3 separate regions of the Danio rerio genome follow, and all the other regions are linked to region 1. Evidence: chromatin contacts called from public Hi-C and Micro-C data. All regions are on one chromosome and are shown on one strand. The core of a region is the stretch at or near the end of the contact, and the rest is flanking DNA. Distances in the headings are between cores, read along the strand shown. Region 1 holds the start of paox1 (polyamine oxidase (exo-N4-amino) 1). Region 2 overlaps fnbp1l (formin binding protein 1-like). Region 3 holds the start of fnbp1l (formin binding protein 1-like).

What was found. Hi-C and Micro-C count contacts between places; a contact is called where the count stands out from the background.
Region 2: a contact with region 1 is called in a Hi-C map of embryo, with 2.0 times the contacts expected there. The contact joins the enhancer-like site here to the promoter of paox1 in region 1. A contact is called at or near these places in 8 of 18 Hi-C or Micro-C datasets (caudal fin, embryo, fibroblasts and 2 more) and 1 of 4 datasets of contacts at active chromatin or transcription factors (caudal fin).
Region 3: a contact with region 1 is called in a Micro-C map of caudal fin, with 2.8 times the contacts expected there. The contact joins the promoter of fnbp1l here to the promoter of paox1 in region 1. A contact is called at or near these places in 3 of 18 Hi-C or Micro-C datasets (caudal fin, embryo and an unstated tissue) and 1 of 4 datasets of contacts at active chromatin or transcription factors (embryo).

Annotation. Positions count from the first base shown.
Region 1 is chr8:17,002,720-17,006,567 of GRCz12tu, forward strand. It overlaps paox1 (polyamine oxidase (exo-N4-amino) 1), which reads left to right and starts at 1,779. Exons shown (of 8, transcript NM_001113603.1): 1 at 1,779-1,846; 2 at 2,000-2,163. The coding sequence starts at 2,013.
Region 2 is chr8:16,834,123-16,838,063 of GRCz12tu, forward strand. It overlaps fnbp1l (formin binding protein 1-like), which reads left to right. Exons shown (of 14, transcript NM_001003634.1): 10 at 692-801; 11 at 1,681-1,813; 12 at 2,739-2,833. Among named protein-coding and RNA genes, the nearest start is that of fnbp1l, 85 kb to the left of the region's middle. Within about 2 kb of position 1,894, at least 8 of the 62 cell types and tissues checked have an H3K27ac peak or open chromatin away from gene starts, as enhancers often do.
Region 3 is chr8:16,749,556-16,753,075 of GRCz12tu, forward strand. fnbp1l (formin binding protein 1-like) reads left to right here and starts at 1,955. Exons shown (of 14, transcript NM_001003634.1): 1 at 1,955-2,169. The coding sequence starts at 2,146.

The sequences.
Region 1 (3,848 bases), core at 529-3,028:
TTTCATTGCAGTAGGATTAAAGTATATTTTCAGAAAGTAACAGTGTCTCTTTACCAACCTAACTTTTTAGATTATCGAAAAAGTCTATTTATATTATTGAAATAATGGACAAACATTTATTTCCAATAAAATATGCAATCGTTGCATGATCCATTCAAAATAAATCCCAAGATCAAAAATATTTTGTTAAACTTTCAATCAATATTAACTGGCCCTTACTGGTTAATTAAGAAATCACACGAGATGTTTTGCTTAGTTTATATGGAATTATTAGCCCCCCTGAATTAATAATGCCCTGTTTATCCCCCCCCCCCTCTTTCTGTTTAATGGAGAGTAGATTTCAACACATAATTGTAATAAAAAATAGTAGTGCCTAATAGTAATAAAAGCATCTTAGTTTAAATAACTAATTTCTAATATCTGATTTATTTTATCTTGGCCATGATGACAGTAAATAACATTTGACTAGATATTTTTCTTCTATACAGCTTAAAGTGACATTAAAAGGCTTAACTAGGTTAATCAGGTTAACTTGACAGGAAGGTAATTAGGCAAGTTATTGCATTACAATGGTTTGTTCTGTAGACTATCAGAAAAATGTAGCTTAAATGGGCAAATAACTTTAAAATGTTTTAAAAAAAATTTTTTAAACTGCTTTTATTCTAGTCGAAATAAAACAAGTAAGACTTTCTCCATACATAAAAAAATAAATTCAGGCTATGACTGAACATGGAGGATGGTCACATGTGGCGTTCTCCAAAATAAAATGGATCTATAGATATGTGTGCTTGTATATTTATAACCAACTCAGAGGATAGTGGGGGTCACGAGTCACTGGCATTGTTATTTTAAGGGATACAGGCTGAAAAGTTAGGAAAAGTAACACAGATCCTTCTCTATTTATTACACAGTTACTGTAAACATTATTGTGCCCTTTTGGGGTGATTAGTTCTGCAGCATAATAGATTTACAACACATATACCACACACTTAAGACAAGCATTAAGCAGCATTACCAGTAGGCTACTAAAAACAGCAACTCTTCCCAATAAAATTCAGCAAGTCAATCGCAAAAAAAAAAAAAAAATGAAAATGGGCTTTTTTTAACACCTGAATTTCATACAAATAGAATAACCCTGGCACTTTTACCCTTAATACTTTGCTGAAGGTATTTAAAACAGACAGTGGGTTCTTCTGTTTTACTTTTAAAGAAGCAAATCAACAAATCAATGAAAAGGTTTAAATGGATTCTATATAGGCCTTAAAATGCCACCATCAGAGTCCTATGCAGGGGCGTTGCTAGGTCCAATTTACTGGGGCTCGGCATGTGCACGTGAAGAAAGGTGCTTATGTCTAGCAACACCCCTGGTCCTATCAATAGTAAACTTCACAAATTTTCACAGACAATAAAGTCTTTGTTGGCCTGTCCTGCCCTTTCAGTATTTTCATCAAAATTTAATTTAATATCAATAATAGCACTTATATAGGCCTAATTCAATCAGATGGTTAACCATAGTACCTAAAACTACTTCCTGCCTCCGCTGCAGCTCAGTACACATGTCTTGTTTTCTCTGTGTTCTGTGTGTACACAAACACACCTCTTGAAATAATCCTATGTTCAGAAAAGAAGTAAAGCTTGACTAGTTCTGGTGATATTCATGAACTCAGTTTCTTTTCTTAGGATTTCCTGCCCCCTAATGGACAAGTATGCATACAGCGATCAGAAAAAAAAAGGAAAAAAGGACTGTTTCTTCTACTTTGGTTGCTATAACATTACAACAGGAAGTGGAACTAAGCTATGTAACTAACCGCTAAAGGTGGATAGTCAACATTCTGCTCCGTTACAAGTGAGTATAAACACCTTAATCTAGCTATGTTGTAGGACAAAGCTACAAAAGCGCTTTTGTTTTAGAACGGCAGGACTGAACTTGTTCTGTTTTAATAAATGTGTAATCGTAATGCTTCTTGTGAATTGACGGTTAAGATGATCTCTTCTTCAGTCCTTTAGTCATCATGGTAGACAGGAGTCCATCTATCGTGGTTGTCGGTGCAGGTGTGGCAGGACTCGCCGCTGCCAAGAAGCTGAAAGAATATGGATTTAATGACGTCACTGTGCTGGAAGCCGCCGAAAATGTTGGAGGAAGAGTAGCTACTGCAACTCTGGGTAAATACATCATAACCTGTTCAGGTTTCTGCAAAGTTCGTCACTTTTTAATCAAAATATTAAAGTTGGAAACTATTCGCCACTGTCAATAAAGTTTAAAAAGGTTAAACTCTGTAAGAATATGATAGTCATTTAAAGAAAGAGTCCTTAACCCTTTAGCTGCCCCACCAAAAAAAACAAAAAAAAATTTTTTTTTGGATTGCATTTCTTAACTCCTTTGTTAATGTCTTGTATTGTCGCAAGTTGACACTCTCAATAACGTTACATATCTCATAATTTTTAAAATATCAACTTCTACCAAATGGTTGATAATATATGTTGGTTTATGGTAAAAGTACCAGATTTAGTACATGCACTATGAAAAAGCTGAAAATATGAAGTGTAAGACCAATTTATTTAAAACATAATCAAAATAAAACATTATTGAACGCTTAATCATCTTCATGTTTTGAAGTATGCCATGAACTATTTCAGATTCTCATTTAACATGTTTTCTTTTTTACAATAAACCATAATTAAGTGTAGAAGTGCAACAAGATGTTTGTTAGATTTTTTTGTAAACCAACAATGCTGTGTGTGTAAACCATTATTCAAAGTCATTCTTTAAATGACTAACAGTCATTATTTGAAATATAGTCAACCATTTGGTAGAGCAGGCAGTTAAAGGTTTAAGAAAATCAACCAAGGTTTTATTATGGTTAATGTAACAATCATTTTATTTATTCTAATTTATTTCTTAATTTATGTGTACTTTTATTATTATTGTTGTTGTTTCAATACCAACACTAAAAATCCTGGGTTGTCATAACCAAAATGTTATGGTCAAACTATGCATTGTTGTTGTTGTTTTCAATTAAATGTAAATGAAACCCAGTGGTTTGGTTTGTCCATATTTCACACAGCATTGGATTACCGCAACATTTTATTGTGTAATACCATTAGTAATAGCAGTAAAACCATATACCAATAATATTTCATTAAACATTGCACATGAGGATGAGAATTTTTGTAAACATTAATTGCAAGTTTTAGTAGTAATGACTAAATTACTATCAGAAAACCAAAAACCAACTACAAGCATCAAATAAGTATCTTTTAATGTATTACATAATGTATATTATGTAAGTGTTTACAATATTGTGTACAGTTGAAGTCAGAATTATTAGCCCCCCTGTTAATTTTTTCCCAATTTTCTTTTTAACAGAGTAAACATGTAAACTAAACATGTTAGTTTTAATAACTCATTTCTAATAACTGATTTATTTTATCTTTGCCATGATGAAAGTAAATAATATTTTACTACATTTTTTTCAAAACACCTTTATACAGCTTAATGTGACATTTAAAAGGTTTACTGGGTTAGGTTAACTAGGCAGTTTAGAGTAATTAGGCAAGTTATTGTATAGCAATGGTTTGTTTTGTAGACTATCGAAAAAATATATAGCTTAAAGGGGCTAATAATTTTGACCTTAAAATGTTTTTTAAAAAATTAAAAACTGCTTTTATTCTAGCCAAAATAAAACAAATAAGACTCTGTGAAAATTTCCTTTCTCTGTTAAACATCATTTGGGAAATATATAAATAAAAAATCAAAAAAATCAAAGGTGGCCTAATAATTCCGTCTTCAACTATAAGTGTTTGTTGCACTAATCAAACATATTCGTTATATAACTGTTATGCAAATT
Region 2 (3,941 bases), core at 644-3,143, 170 kb before region 1:
GCCATTTACACCAATATTAGCAGAATACTATGGAAGTTAATGGCTACTACAAAGTTTTGGGTGAACTATCCATCACTGATTTGAAAACCATGTTAAGGTTTACTTCTGTAAAACCAAATGCCACGGTATTACCTGTTCCTCTTTTAGCTTCTACTTTATTGCCTTACTTTGTCTATGTTATTATATACTCTCATGATCTGAGCTAAAACTACAATAAGTCAAGTTTCAGCGTAGGCCTGCCATTCTGTGGCTAAAATCATCAGCCAAAAGACATTCACTTGACTGGTGTTGATGAGCGATTTGTTGTCTTTGTTCTTGCTGAATTGGCGTGACCTAACCTTAACCTCTCAGTGGTCTTTAAAGCTGGTAAGTGTAGTGTGTTTTGGACTGCTGTACTCTAGATATAAGGTTTGAGAATAGACTTTGTGTTTAGTTGTAGTATTCAGCCATAAAACCCCTTTACTCCTCTTGTCGTTCAGCTTCAAGATGTCTTTCTTACAGTGCGGCTTAAAGTTTATAAACTATCGTCTGAATTCCAGAATTGGAATGTATGCAAACATAAGGGCTCAGCGTTAAACTGTAGGAAAGACATCTCTCTTAAGAGTGACTGTTTATATAATGTGTGCTCAGACTGTGCCGGGATGTTTGTCAGTGCATCTTTGCCTCCAACCAATAACCTGTGTTTGTACAGGCGCCAACACTAGAGGATCTCAGCCACCTTCCCCCTGAACAGAGACGCAAAAAACTACAACAGCGGATCGATGAGCTGAATAAAGAACTGCAGAAGGAACAGGACCAAAGGTAGACAATGAAGACATTTTATTATGTAGCATAGTGTTTTTGTTCAGATTTGCTATCTTTGTAATTGTATTCTGTATGCTACTAACCATCAATACAGGAAAACGCATTCATTTTTTAATTTATTTAATTTGGTATTATCTAATACAAGATGTCTTTTAAAAATATTTTATATTAACTAATTTATGCATTATTTGCTTGTTCAATTGTACAACAATACATTTTTATTATACTTTTATAATTTTTTATAATACTATAAATTATTTTGATGATAAAATTACATTGTTTATTGTAATTGTAATATTTTTAAAATAAAAATAAATTAAACATTTTCAGTAATTATTTTATAAATTTACTTGCTTAATTTTAGATATTAACAAATTAAAATAGTATTTATTTATAGTTTGTTGTTTTTTCGGCATTGTCGTTGTTGTCCATTATTATTATTATATTATTAATAATATTATTATTGTTGTTGTTGTTGTTATTATTGTTATTATTGTTATTATTATTATTATTATTATTATTATTATTATTATTACTAGTAGTAGTAGTAATATTATTAGTTTTAGGAGTAGGAGTTTTAACCAATCAGATGCCAGAGAATTATGGATGAGGAGATTCCCACCAATGAGTAAAGAGTTTTAAGTGTCCATAAAATTGCTGTATAAATGTAAGGATTTATTATTATTATTAACAATTTATTTAAATATTTAATAAATCATTTAGTTTATTATTTAGTGTATTTAGTGTTCTTATTTTAATTATTGTGTTTATTTGTTTAGGTATATGTTGCCTTGCATGCTAAAGCAACATAACTTAACGTTTTTAAATTAGTGGGAGAAGAATAATATCTCAATATTCCATTTGTCTTTATTCCAGAGATGCTCTCAACAAAATGAAAGATGTCTATGAGAAGAATCCCCAGATGGGAGATCCTGGAAGTCTCCAGCCCAAGATATCAGAGACCATATGCAACATGGAGAAACTCCGCTCCGAGATCCATAAAAATGAGGTAACCTTCCCAGAGGAATGACTTATTGTTGAGGTCTCTAAAGGAAACGCGGCCTCCGCAAAAGTACATCTGGATAAATATGACATGAAACAACTGAAAGACGCTGTGTTGCAGCGCCACCTAGTGGAGGAAGAGTCATAATACAGAGTCTGTAGCAAGAAAATGTGTGTTTTTATCCACCTTATTCCTTTAATCAATGATGCTTTGAGTGAGTAACTTTTGTTGAAATGTAATCAGTTAGTTTAAGTGTTATAAAAACTATACATCGGTTGAATATTATGAGGAAATTAATAGATTTAACAAATTAGAACTTTAAGCAGACCCTGAATAATGTGAACAACAGTGTTGGATAAAGTTACTTTAAAGTAGTATATTACATCCTCCCCTAATAAGTCAGTGTTTATTTCTTTAGGTAACAAAATGTGTTACTTGGTACTTTTTAAGGAAAGTAATGAGAAAAATACATTTTATGTTATTTTTAGTTGTTTTTTTATTAAAGATAAGTTGAAGACTGCTTAAGATAACTTTAAGATTACTTTTAAAGTTAATTTTACCCAACACTAATACTGAATAACTTCCTGTTGCAGTTTTGCAAACATATTGAATATTACTGTACTCTATTAAGTACAGAGAGAAAATAATCTAGAAGAACAAAACGCACTAAAAACAAAAAAAGCTTTGGCCACAGATTTGTTTGTGATTCTAATGTCACTTTAAAACACCAAGTCTAACTTTATCCTAATTTCAGATACAAAAGCAAGTCACAAATCCAAATTGTTTTTCTGTTACACTGCCTGGTTTCCTAAACCATAAAGCAGCCCATAATTTGAAATGTCATGGCCATGTGGAAAAAAGTGGACTTTGGGTTTGTGATTTGTTGCACACAATAGTTGTTTCACTGTTGGTTTGTCTTTCTCGATCACAGAGCTGGTTAGCAGAGGTGGAAGGAAAGCATGGATCTCGAAGTGAGCGGCGGTCCAGTGCAGATGTAAACCATCACGCTCCGCACGGAAGAGAGAGGTCTGGGTTTCCTCACTACATTATCTGCATTCTCAACACAGATGGCCTGTCTAACACACACTCATTCCTTTTAGGAGTTACTGAATTGTTGTAAATCCATGTGCAGCAGAGTGCTTGAGCTATTCTTGCTGTTTGGATGGTTTGATCAAAATTACATTAAGTCAGTGCTCATTGTTTAGTCTAGGCATGTCATTTGGACATAGTTTATTTAATTACACTGAGGTCCTTTTGTGTTTTAAATAATCCCGTGAAACATCCACAATCAATCATAAACTCTTAATTCATAATAATTTAAATAATTAATAGAAATTAAACATTTAAGCATGTTCACATTAAATTGACCATAAAATATACAGATAATGATGGTAAAAAACATTTTAGTTTGAAATAAATGCTATTCTTTCCATTTTTTTCTCATACAATTGTTAAATATAAGGCTGTTGATCTGTTTGTAGCTTTTTAAATAAGAAATGTTTCTTGAGCACTAAGTTATCATATTACAATGATTTATGAATGAGAATGTGACGGTGTTACTGGAGACTACAGTCATATTCAGCTTTGCCATCACAGGAAAAAACTACATTTTTAAATACAGTACTGTGCAAAAGTTTTAGGCCAACATTAAATCTGTTGTTTGACTGATGATATAATGGTATAGTCATTAGTGTAAATTGTTTTCTCAATTGTTTTTAAAATTGAGATATATAGGGTAAATACATTTCTTTCAATTCTTTATGTTGATGTGTAGTGTAGGTGTTGGGTTAAATTTGAGTTTTGATTATTTTGGCTTAATTGTTTAAGACATGTGAAAGGCAGTGTTGGAGAGAGGCTGTTTGTCCTGCTTTGAGCTAAATTTCCACCAGTGTTGTTTGCAATATTGTCTGAACTGATGGAATTGTGAATGCTGAAAGTATTGTTGGGTTTTAATCCATTATGCCATTTCTTCTGGAAAGGACTTCAGTGGTTATAGTTTTCATTTTAGCATTTTATTTAATATTTTCAGTGTTATAATGATTCACTAATTGCTCTTAATTTTGCTTTCGAGAATGAAAACAGCTGATTAAACAGATAAAATTTTATGTGGAGTCATAAAATGGTCTCCACCGGG
Region 3 (3,520 bases), core at 705-3,204, 250 kb before region 1:
GCAATAAATTCCCTAAGAGTGACTTTAAATACATGTATGATTTTAACATTTAATAAATGGTGGTGTTTTGAATATTTATAGCTCAATATAAAAGCTTGGAAAGATCATGGTTTCTACAAAATAATATACTATTCAAAATTGATATTACAAAATAAAAAGAATGACTGCAGCAAATAATCATACAAGAATTATTTTTCCACAGGATTGAGTAAAATTGAAGGAAGCATGTGGTTTCGGAAAAGTCAGCTTTTCCATTTTAAAATAAAAGCTATTATACAATTATTTTAATAGAATTATTTTATTATTTTATAGAATTAAAAAAATTTTCATTCATTCATTTTCCTTCAGCTCAGTCCCTGATTTATCGGGGTCGCCACAGCGGAATGAACCATCCGTTACTCTGGCATATGGTTTATGCTGCGGATGTCCTTCCAACAATAAAAAAGTTTTTGTGTTATTTATTTATTTTTAAATCGAATTAATGCCAAGTGACAGTGGGTAGTGTTGTTGCCTCACAGCAAGAAGTTTGCTGGGCCATTTGACAATTCTGTGTGGAGTTTGCATGTTCTCTCCGTGTTGGCGTAGGTTTCCTCCAGGTGCTCTATTTTCCCCCGCAGTCCAAAGACATGCGCTATAGGTGAATTGGCTATGCTAAATTGGCCGTATTGTATGAATGTGAACGAGAGTGTATGAATGTTTCCCAGTAATGGGTTGTAGCTGGAAGGGCATCTGCTGTGTAAAACATATGCTGGATAAGTTGGTGGTTCATTCCACTGTGGTGATCCTTGATGAAGAAAGGGACTAAGCCGAAGGAAAATTAATGAAGTAATGCAGCCTTGATGTCATACTTTTAATCAGTAGTAAATTGCACATTTTGTAATTAATTTAGGCTACATTTTATTTGCAAATACTTCAAATAATCCTGCCATTTATCCCGTTTTATCTTCACAAAGATATTCTGCACTTTTCTGTCATAAAATGTATAATTCATTAAATTATTAAAACAGAATAGTAGTATATCTTTGTAAACCGCATAACAGACCTACAGTGTGGGTTATGCATTAATGCGAGTTACGTAATAATATTACTTCTCCAAGTAACGAGTAATGCATTACTTTTAAAAATATAATTCAAGTTACTTTTTAGTTTAATAAATCAGCTTTTAAAAAATTATGTTGCTGAATTAAAATTAACCTATTTACCTTGAATCACTCAATGAGAAAATGCAGGAACAGACAGAAAGGAAGATAGCAGAGCCTTACATTTCTGCAATGGAAGTATTCATATTATTCTGAACACATTGAAGAAACGAAAAAGTGTCTTTACCCAGACATTCAGAGCAATAACTACAATGCCATCAAACCGTGATATTTTATCCAGGTTATTGTCACAATCTTATACCGGACCATGCCTCCTCAAAAGTAAACATAATGCATACTTACCATGAAAAATAACATTGAGGTAAAGTTGGCTTTATATTCACACATTCAGAATTTCTCCTTAATAAAATATTTTCAGAAAAGTATTCTTTGACGACACTGAATTGTGAAATTATATTAGCAGCCAATGATCAAAGTACAACATTGTTCACAGTCAAATAAATAGTGCTGTTGTTTTGAAGTCATACTTACATGTCAATTCAGACCAAATATTTAAAGTACCATGGTAAATAATATAGGGACTGTGTCGCAAGTTGTCACTGAACGAATGTGAGAATATAACACCAACTTTACCTCAGTAAAACTAACGCACCTTTTTTGGGAGTAACTCAATTTTGTAATGCGTTACTTTCAAAAGTAACATTCCCCAACACGGTATATCTATCAAACTCCTGCTGATTTAAGCGATGTAAAAATCTGGTTGTAAAATATGTGCTTTATTCTAGAAGATTGTTAGATATCCAAGATCTCTACGCACAAGATGTGGCGGATAGGAGGCGCTGTTGGACACAGACACATCCCTCCATTTCCCCGCGGCAGAGGCGCATTGTGTGTGTCGGAAATGGGAAAACCCTGAGCCGTGAGGTTGTCGCTGCTGGCTTCACTGGAGACTATAGAGAGTTACACGACGGCAGAGAGAGGGAAGAACAAGCAACCCTGGAGTTTTAAGCGGAGGAGACGTTAGTTCTTGGAGTTTTTTTTCGCCATGAGCTGGGGAACGGATCTTTGGGTAAGCGCACTTTTCCCATTGCTCGTTCCGTGTGGCCTTTTGTTCACTCACAAACAAGTCGCTTTTTAGCATGACTTCAGTAAAGGTGCCCTAATCGGACTGTCTGTGAATTCTCGACGTGTCCCGCTGGTTTGCTCTGCCAGTACACCTTTACCGCTTGAAATAATGAGAGAGTTTGAGACATTGTAACATTTGAGAACGTAACTACCAAGTTTTAATTGTACCACGCGTGACGTTCCTTATTATTCCAGTGACATTCCTAATCAAGCCGCAATCTTCAGGTTTCACACCCAGTTTCGATGACTAAGGTGGGAAGAGATGATCCTCGTATATAACCGAGATCACATGTATATAGTCACAAACACAGCATTTTCTCCCAACATTATGTTTCAATTGTTTCTTATATTGTTGACAGCCAATGTAGAATATGGTGATAACAATATATAACATGGGATGAATGTTCCAATGTGCATATATGTGTTGGTTGGATTTATACTTCATTTTCTTTAACGGGTTTGGAGCATTGGCAACACTGCTGCAGTTTGATCCCTCGTCTTTTATTGTCTGGGCTTGAAGTCTGCCATGTTCCGCTGACAAAACTGGCCTGCTTGGTAATGAATATACGTATCGTTTGGGTATAAGCTGAAATTTCGGGAGACAATGAAGCCCGTCGAGTGTGTGAGGGTCTGTTACAGGGGTGTTGCCCTTCAGATTGGGCTACTGGACAAAAAGCAGAGCAGAGGAGAGGATGTGTGACTGAGTGAGGTAGTGCTTGAAATATCCCATGCGTCGTCGTATTGTAGTTCTTGTTTAGACAAGGTGGTTTAATCGATGCTTCAGTTTTAACTCTTATTACTGTGTACTTGAAGTACTAATTTGGTAAACATCAAGAGTAATGACTTACATTTTGTTGTTGTTGAGTTCTAGTGAGTGAGTGAGAGGTAAAGTTGGTTTTATATTCACACATTCAGACTTTCTCATTATTAATATAATTTCAGAAAAGGATTCTTTGCAAATACCAAATAGGGAAGTCATATTAGTACCAAACACATACAACATTGTTCACAGTCAAATACATAGTGCTGAATAAATAAATAGTTTTGAAGTCATGCTTGCGTGTGATTTCAGACTGAATATTCAAAGTACCATGGGAAACAATGCAGGGACCGTGTCACAGGCTACTGAACAAATGTGCGCTATAAAACCAACTTTACCTCTATGTGAGATGGAGAGTTCTGGTTTTGGAGTTTTTTTGACAGTATAACTTGTTTGTTCTTCCCTTTCTGAGCAATTCCAGTGTTGTGGAATTTGACATTTGCAGTAAAAACTCCAAACATAATTTGACTAGGAG